Linked DNA regions of Zea mays: region 2 is linked to region 1. The links are chromatin contacts, called in public Hi-C maps. All regions are on one chromosome and are shown on one strand. The core of a region is the stretch at or near the end of the contact, and the rest is flanking DNA. Distances in the headings are between cores, read along the strand shown. Region 1 holds the start of LOC100273562. Region 2 holds the start of LOC100304273 (SKP1-like protein 21).

What was found. Hi-C and Micro-C count contacts between places; a contact is called where the count stands out from the background.
Region 2: a contact with region 1 is called in a Hi-C map of leaf, with 7 times the contacts expected there. The contact joins the promoter of LOC100304273 here to the promoter of LOC100273562 in region 1. A contact is called at or near these places in 3 of 25 Hi-C or Micro-C datasets (ear, leaf and tassel).

Annotation. Positions count from the first base shown.
Region 1 is chr4:28,339,254-28,343,962 of Zm-B73-REFERENCE-NAM-5.0, forward strand. It overlaps LOC100273562, which reads right to left and starts at 1,914. Exons shown (of 6, transcript NM_001147980.1): 1 at 1,768-1,914; 2 at 809-930. The coding sequence starts at 863. LOC100501714 (putative alcohol dehydrogenase superfamily protein) reads right to left here. Exons shown (of 9, transcript NM_001323298.1): 8 at 3,891-4,009; 9 at 3,392-3,759. The coding sequence ends at 3,666.
Region 2 is chr4:28,552,011-28,556,719 of Zm-B73-REFERENCE-NAM-5.0, forward strand. LOC100304273 (SKP1-like protein 21) reads left to right here and starts at 2,716. Exons shown (of 7, transcript NM_001165716.1): 1 at 2,716-2,776; 2 at 3,190-3,816; 3 at 3,910-4,101; 4 at 4,268-4,378; 5 at 4,485-4,557. The coding sequence starts at 3,661.

The sequences.
Region 1 (4,709 bases), core at 664-3,163:
GTTTTCCTAGGCGTTTTTCGAGAAAAAAAGAAGAGTACGACCACGAGACGAAGTATGCACAAACCAATCATAGTGATCACAGATGCAAAGCGCTAAAATCAAGCATGTGGAGCTTGCTTGAGGCCATAAAGGGAGTGTCGTAGGCGACAAAACATGCCCGCGGGGACATGATACCCAAACGATGGCTACATGTAGACCTCTTCATGTAGCTCACCATTTAGGTATTCTTGACATCAAGCTGAGAGAGTATGAAGAGTGGTCATGTGAGCAACAGACGCAAACGTCTCGTGACAAGTAACTAAGCGAGCCTTTGAACGCTCAAAAGAGCCATCAGAACAGATCTTAACCTTATAGACCCGCTTACATATTATAGGACGGACACGTGGTGGACAAGAAACAAGTTTCCACGTGTCGGTGCTCAAGAGCAGCAATCTCCTTAGCCATCACATGTTGCCATTTCCAATAAAGGGTACCATCACAATACGAGATCGGCTCAGAAAGAACAGTAGCAACAAGAACTCTATAGATGGACCAAATACGATTGGGATTTGGGAATATTGATATCATTGCCTGCAGGTGGCAACAAGGACGCATGCATAGACATCTAACAGAAATAAACACAAGCTAAGAAGACATCACTGTGCAAGATGGTGATGGCCATTGCCAGTCTTTATACAGCTTGTCACTGCAAGATGGTGATGGCCATGACCAGCAATGACGAACAGAACATTATCTAATATGAGGATGCTTTTGTTCACCGTTAACCCAAAAAAAAGAGAGAAAGATTAAAGTCCAGAAAATGACTAACTGGTTTTGGGGCCAGCCGGGTGGTTCCAAAGGGCCTGAAGCTTTGTAGCAGCCATTCAAACTAGCACACAATTCCCTGCCCCCTTTGAGTGGGTTCACCCAGCTAATGCTTCTGTGGTCCCCCTGCAAGCAGGAAAATCAAATAAAGTCTGTGAGCCGTTCATCATCATTTGATCTCGCTTACTTTTTCAACGAAGCAAGTAGAAACTTCGCATGAAATATGTTTCGAACAAGCATGGCCCACAGAGTAACACACTGAAAAATCGATTTATCATTCCATCGATCGAGAAGGAAACTAGTACAGATAGCCCTCCAAGCTCAATTCAATCCTGGTTCGTAAAAAAACATCCAGATACAGCGGTTCCATGGACAGTGATTGCAAAGCACTGTTCCTTACCGTAACGCCGATCAAACTACTTGTCGCCAGTGACGACGACGGAGTACAAGCACTCGAGCAGAACTGCCCGGGCGAGCAAGGGGCGACAACGTGTCGAGTTTACTACAAGCCAAAGCGCAACAGCTCCGGGCAAGAAATGGCGGCAGCAGATACTGAGGGTCGAGTGCTTCGCCCACGGTCAGCCGGTCAGGCCACAGTTCGGATCGGCATAGCTAAGGATCAGGTGCTGTGCTGCCGCACTCGGACCAGAAATGTTGTGGGGAGGAAAACATGCTGCTACGGCAAGCAACAACCGGGCAAAATCAATTCCACCACGAACCGGGGCGCACGGAACCCCACCTCAGCCTGCGCAGGCGCAGCCCAGCAGGAGCTAAGATTAAGGCTCGATCGCCGTCGCTCAGAGGAACAACCGAAGCCACAGGCACAGAAACGGACACAAACAACGAACACAAACGGAACGATCGGCGCAGGTGGCGCCCTGTCCCCCGCGCACAACCCGATACGGAACAAAACAGCGCATGCGGAGGGAGAGGAGAGAGGAGGAGGGTGGGTCGGTTTATTACACTTGCTTCGCCTCCGGCGACGGCGGAGGAGGGGAGCCGAGTCAGCGAGGAGAAGGGGGGCTCGGGCACGGTCCGATGCGGCGGCGGTCGTCTCTTTCGCGAATCGATCTGCTGGCGGTGGGGATGGTGGGGGTTCTTGAGGGCGACAGGCAGTGGTGCCCCGTCCGTCTGAATCTTTTCCTTTTTTCCTTCCGTGTTGCGTGTTGGTGACTCCTCCTTACGCATCAGCCGTTGGATGGGGTGAAGGACGGACGAGAGATGGATCCCGGCGGCGGCGGGTATGTGACGGAACAGTTTGTTTGTTAAAGGCTTTTTCAAGTTTTGATTGTGACCACACGACGAATCACGGTTGCCGTCGCGTTCGTCACACTATATTTGGCTGGCCTATAAGATTGTCTACAGCAAAAGTCTTCTATATTCATTTATCTATATCTGTCTTTTTACAGTGCTCTTTAAAACAATATCTCATCTATATCTTTTTTCTCTTTAACAAAAATTTTTATACCTTATCCTCTATACTTAAATATTTATATTAAAGATATATTTTATTTTATATTTTTATACATACGTATTTGTCATATTGTATAGGATTTTTTAAAATATCTATTAAAGACGGTCTAATCTATAGGTGTATATTCGGGCCGCTCGGCCCGGCCCAAGCCTGAAAAGACACGTATTGTTTGAATTTCGGTCCGTTCCGTCCCGTTTGAATTTCGGGCCGTGTCGAATTGGCCCACAAGCCTAGCTCTTGGCCTTATTTCGGGCGGCCCAAAATTATAAAAGCCCGAAATTCAATTTTTTGCCCGAAATTCACATTAGGGCCCGGAATTTACATCAAAGCCCTAAATTCAAAATAAATTTAAAAAAACCAATAAAAGATAAGACAAATAAATTTGAACAAAATCAAAATTAATATTTATATTAAAGTTACCAGAGCTATGCAATGACTACCTCGTTTACAAATCATTTTGTTAGAAGGAAAAAGATTATACCAGCTCTATACAAAGTTCGTAAGTTCGGTTTATTATCTAATGTTCATAATAAAAGTAAAATTATATTACATACTCTAATTTAAAGCTAAAAACATCTAACTATCATTATCTCTAGCTTTGTATTCTTTATGAAGTACATGAAATTGTGGATTTAATAAATATACGAGCCTTTTCGTGCCTCTGTATGAGCCATTTCGTGTCTACCTTAAACGGGTCGTGCTCGTGCCCGCCCATGAACCGCAACCTCATTCCAACCCGATCCGGCACTAAAATATTCCGTGTCGTGCCTACGTCATGCTTTTTTTCGTGCTTCGATCCAACCCATCAGGTCCGGCCCAAACGTACACCTATAGTCTAATCCTACTAGCTGTAGAACTGTCTGCATGCGATAGCCTATAATGTGACAATTAAATGGTCAACTAGCTACGCTCACGGGAGAAAGTAAAGAAGTGCGCTTGTTTATCTAATCAGGAGTGGTTAATGCTGGCGATTATACAAGAAGCCAGGTTAGTACCGGTTAAGGCAGTAGCACCATTGTCTACGCATTCCAGGCTTGTTTATTATACTGTAGCTGTGGGCATGTGGCTGCAAAAGAATTGACATGTCCAGAATTTACGATGCGCTCTGCAGCTGACCAGCTGTGGCTGCAAAAGAATAACACTGTAGATGCAATAGAAATTGACGCACCCTTTACTTGACATATAGCTAAGCTGCTGATTTCATTGCAAAATCAACACAGCGCTCAAATATAGCTAAGCTGCTGATTTCACAATTCCATTAAACATTGCTGCCTTTACTTTATTTGTATTTAAAACTCTGGCACTTGACATAGCTAACTGTTGGATTCATCATTCATACAGATCGATGGCAATCGCATGCTCTCAGATCCTCTAACCCGCCCTGGTCTCAGAACTTGATAACTTGCTTCGGCTGGCTTCCATGTTTGCCCAGGGCCTTCTCCAGAGCCAAGCTGAACTCGCCGAAAGAAATGGACTCCATCCTACAAACAAATTAATGTTTCCAAGGACACACTTAATTTTTCCCCTTTACAGAGACGGCAATGTCTAGATGAGAGTATGTCAACAAGATCTGAAAGAAACTCAACAACAGAACAACATTAACATTACATACTCGTATTTGAGTTTGCCTTCATGCACAAGGCCCAAGAGGTAGTCAATCATTCTTCTGCAGTCTTCTGTTTTGTCTGAGTTCAGCCACTTCTGGAGCCAGAACCCTCGTAGGGATAGATCCTTTCAAAACATCTCTCTCAGTGTATTAACCAAATTTTAGACATTTAGAAGCAAAATTATATAAATGATAGGAACTCACCATCCCTTGTACACAATGTGAAACCATCTATCAAATAGTTTGTTTGTGTCGAATGATTAATCACGATTAATCACCCTTACGGTTCCTACCACTTGTTTAGGTACTCTGATTCGGTCAGAGTGATTAGAAGTGTCCGATCAATTTATCACAGTTAATCGTCGACTTATCGCAAATCGTGATAATGCGACCATGTGCCCTGACCAACTAGACTTCAAATAGGCAGATATGCTGGGGTAGCTCTGTTTGGGCCAAGACCATTAGTGTTTCTCTTTTATACCTCTCCCACTCTTTTCCTTGCCTCCTCAGTCCTCACTCCTCACCCCGCAGCCTCCAGATGTCAGATGCAGTTGCTGTGTGTGCAACTGCATCTCTTCCCCTCCTCCATCCTTCCTCGGTCTATGTCAGTACCACACCAAAAAGAGGAACAGATTGGAGCACAAGAGGTTAAATAAGTTGGTCTATGTCAGTTACTACGAAAATATATCAAACAGGTTTCAAAAAATTAAAAAGGTTGGTTGCAAAGGACAGAAGAGCAACCCTCTCATGCTAGATGAATTTCAGTGGGAAAATGAATGGGTTGATGAGAATTGTGATGAATTGACTTGGGGTGGGATGAAGCTA
Region 2 (4,709 bases), core at 1,466-3,965, 210 kb after region 1:
GAACCATACTTCTTGATGCCTATTGAGGTTCCACCAACAGCTGTACTAACTAGAAGTGAAACCCTACTGCAAATGTTGTATCACCTAGTACAACTCCTAAAGAGCAAGATGTTTCACCTTCTGTGCAGCCTAGCCCATCTAAGCCGGTTACACATGAGAGTTCATAAAATAGTGGCAGTATTGTACCAAGAGACACATCATTGTAGGAGCCCCAGAACATACTAGAACCAAATCTAAGAAGGTCTCAAAGGTCCAGACGATCTGTGATCCCTAATGACTATGAAGTTGATTCCAGTATAGACACAAAAAGTGATGAGATATATGTTAGGTAGTGTTTGGTTGAGGAGCCAAGTAGAACAGAGCCGTTCCATCCCTGATTCTAAGAACGGAGCCGCTATGTTCTGTGTTTGGTAAGCTAGAATGGAGCGGCTCTGTTTTTTGTTTGGTTGCAGAGTGAATTGGAACAGAGCGGCTCTGTTTTTTGTTTGGTTGCAGAGGGAGGCACGCGAGCTACTGCGCACGGATGGGAGGGCGAGCTATGGGAGCGGGCTGGGAACAGAGCGGCTCCGTCCTGTTGATTTTTTGGAGTGGGATGGTTCCGGATCTGAGGAGAATATTCTCTAATTGGAGCCACTCCGTTCTAGTTACTTTGTAACCAAACAACAACAAAACTAGGACAGGACAGCTCCGTTCTACTTGGCTCTTCAATCAAACACTACCTTAGTGAGGACATTGATGCAGAAGGTGATCCCACTACATATGAAGAAGCCATGAGAAGTGAAAATTCATCTAAATGGTTTTCAGCCATGGAAGCTGAATTAGAATCCATGAGAATGAACAAAGTTTGGGACTTAGAGGTTATTCCCAAAAGGATCCAAAACAGTAGGTTGTAAGTGGGTCTACAAAACCAAACGTGACTCCAAAGGGAACGTAGAAAGATACAATGATAGACTTATGGACAAAGGGTTCAGGCAGAGAGAAGGCATTTACTACAATGAAACCTTCTCACATGTCTCAACAAAAGATTCATTCAGGATCATTATGCCATTAGTGGCCCATTTTGATCTAGAACTCCTTTAGATGGATGTAAATACAACATTACTAAATAGAGAGTTAATAGAAAATATGTTCATAGCACAACCAAAAGGTTTTGTCGTGCAAGGAAAACAACACATGGGATGTCAGTTAAGGAGGCTCATTTATGGATTAAAGCAAGCCTTCAGATAGTGGTATCTCAAGTTTGATTAGACTATCACGAAGTTTGGTTTCGAGGAAAACAAGGAAGCAATTGCATTTATGCAAAGTTTAAGAAAGGAAAGTATATCTTCCTTATTCTATATGTCAATGGCATACTTTTTCGATGACTAGCAATTAGCTCTAGAGAAACATGGCCTAAGTCATTCGTGGACTATGTTATTTTTCCTAATTCCTACTTTTCTATACTTGGATTGAGCATGTATTGATGCATGGTGTGGTAATGTTGTGACCCTATAACATTTTTTATATTTACTTACTCAATTTATCTATTATTCTTGTAGAAAATCAGCAAAAATACGAAGGCTAGAACAAGAATATAGAGTTGTGTATACTTCACAATTCACATCAACCACCAACCTGGAGCGCCATATTTAGCCTTGGGCACAACCGGATGGTCTGGCCATGCGGCCCAGATGGTCCGTGGACCGTGGAATAGACCTAATAGTCCATGATTAGATTAACTTGGGCAAGAGTACTTATCTCGTGCGTGGTTATCCTAACATATCCATGATAATCTATTGGATCTTATCTAGGAACGGGTCCGGACATCCCCTATAAATATAAAGGGATACGACCAATTGAGTACCCTCGAACACAATTTAATTCTAATCGAACCAATCTATTTACCTTAGTTATCAGTCATGCCTTAGAGGTAGATGCAGCGTAGCATAGTTATAGCGTAGCTTTATTTGTAGTTTCTACCTATCAATCTTTACCTCTAATCGACTCTGTGTCATCTAGATGCATCTTGGGTGGCCTATCGACCCTAGGATCTTTCACCGACAAGGTCCCTCATAGGGGCGAGATCCAGGTTCTACAAGAACTCATCGCTATTTATGCGCACATCGTGGACGGTCCGATAACCTAGCACAGATCGTCTGACACCTCGTAGAGCCGAATCTAAGGTCTTGCACATCACGTGAAGGCCCCAGGGTTCGTTGCTATTTGGCTCTAAGTAGGTACCAACATAGAGGTGGAGTTCAAGACCACATTGTAGATAGTGTTATCTATCGCAGATAGTTACATAACATATCACTTCGATTTTCTCGCGCGAAATATTAAGGTTAATCAAGAAAACTCACACAAATCAATTATATTAAAAAAAGCTAGAGTCCATATGTAAGCCAAACATTTTTAGAACCCATCTTAACAATTTGCTAGAGTTAATTTATGGTGAAACTAAAATACGGAGTTTCTAAATAGAACCTAAACTTTAGTACGGTAACCAACACCTCAGTATTACTTTATTATTATTTTTCTTTATATTTTGTAAAGATAATAAAGAAGAACACGACCCGAGGCCCAATACCATGGCAAACGCGCAGCCCGCCAGGTTTGCGGCTCCAACGGGTGGGGTTGGCAGCTTGCAGCAGGCCCATGGCGCTATCAGCCGTTACGATTGGGTTGGACGTGCCCTTGCCGACCGAGCCTTTCGTTCTATCCTCGCCGCCGCCGTCGCCGTCGCCGCCGTCTCGTATCCCTCGGAGATTCTCCATTCCCGCCTCTCCGGCCGCCGCAGGTACGCCTGGCCCCAGGGCCAATCGTTTCCTCCCAACCTGCAGGTACCTCTCTATACGGATTACTCACTCGGTCCATCTGTAGCTGTATGCTGCAAGCCTGCCTTGTCTTCTTCCATCACCTCCAGCGGCCCAGCGTGCACGCAAACTCCCACCCACTGATGGCTGGCCCTACCGTCGCTGCCGCCCTACCTCGTCTCCTCCTACGGCGACGAGCACCCCCATACGCGCTGCCCTGTCTCCCCTTCCTGCTGTGCGAAATCTTGCGCCCAAAACCTAACTTCCTATTCGTATTCGGATCTGAATTCAAATTACAAGTGTATACCCCATTTTTCTTATTTTTTTGTCCCAATTTATGTAGCTGACAAAATCCCTTGACTTGTGCATCTTTTGCCTTGTTCTTTCTCTACTTTAGATTACCAAATACGGTGAACCGTGTGGTCCAGTGGAATTTTGCACCTCATTGTACTTTGAAGGCAAATAAAGCCATTCTCCAATCTGAAGGCGAAACAAGGAGTGCACATCTTTGTTGTAGAGGGCAAAGTTTGCTCAGCTGCTGCTGGACATTGGAGAGCGCAGTGGTGGTTGTACGCCTGAAAGGAATTCTTTGTAAATTTCCCCTATATCTGGTTCTGTTATCATCATTATTTTCCTTGCGTTAGACAATAATGTCGGAGAACGAATTAGCAGTAATAAAACCAGAGGTACATCTCCTGTTGCACTTCCTGTTAATTAGAGATTAAATGTTGCATTCTTATCTTGATTGCATCATTTGGGCCTAAATCAACTAATCAAGTTTATTGGTGAACTCTGACAGGCATTGAAAACTTATATTTGGCTTCAGTGCTTTGATGGCTCCATACAACAAGTGGAGGAAGAAGTTGCGATGTTCTGCCCTATGATATGTCTGGAAATAGTGAAAAATGGGACAGGATCATCTAAGAATCATGCTATAGTACTACCAGAAAGAGTTAGTCCGGCAAGTTTGAGTTTGATTCTTAATTATTGTCGCTTTCATCAGGTCCCTGGGCGCTCAAACAAGGTTTGCTGCACTTTATATTCATCTTCAAATTTTTGTTTGTTGAATCTACATTTGATTCAGCATATCTTAGCAGGTATTTCCTACATTTTGCAGGAGCGGAAGTCATTTGATGAAAAGTTTGTCCGGATAGACACAGAAAAACTCTGCAAGTTGGCTTCCGCAGCCCTTGGTCTGCAGTTAAGGCCACTAGTTGATCTTACTTGTGGAGCGCTTGCTCGAATCATTGGAGGAAAGACACCCGATGAAGTTAGAGATATTTTCCATTTACCAGATGACTTAACAGAGGTAAGGGTACCACTTATAGTTGTATATAGGAAAAAGTTCTCTTTATCTCCCTGAGTACAACTCCCCCACCTGGAGCTAAAAAAACAGATTTCATCAACACAAGCTCAGCTTGATAAAGTGGACCATTTCATTTTAGATGTTGATACATTTGATACTTATTTGTCAGGAAGAGAAACTAGAGCCACTAAAAAATGTAAATGATGATCCTACGATTCGATTATTGAACCGATTGTATGCAAAGAAGCGGAAAGAACTGCAGGAACGCCAGAAACTAAAGGTATTTTTCATTGATTTACTATGTGTTGTATTCAATGATATATCTGTACTTTGTCAAGCCTTTTGTTCTAGTTTTATGTTTGTTTCTGAGGTTCACTTTATTTCAGGATGTCCAAACACAAGAGCAAAAAGATGAGAGATCTTTGGATGAATTACTTTGTTTTATAAATGGACATGGAGGTTAGCGTTTTTATCGAATATTTGAAAATCTTGCCACAGAAGAACAACCAAAGTGTGTGGTGTTTGCCGTACAACATTAGGTGTCCTGCCCACTGCAGTCTCTACAAAATAATGTCTTACATCAAAATATAAATGTTACTGTAGTCTCTACA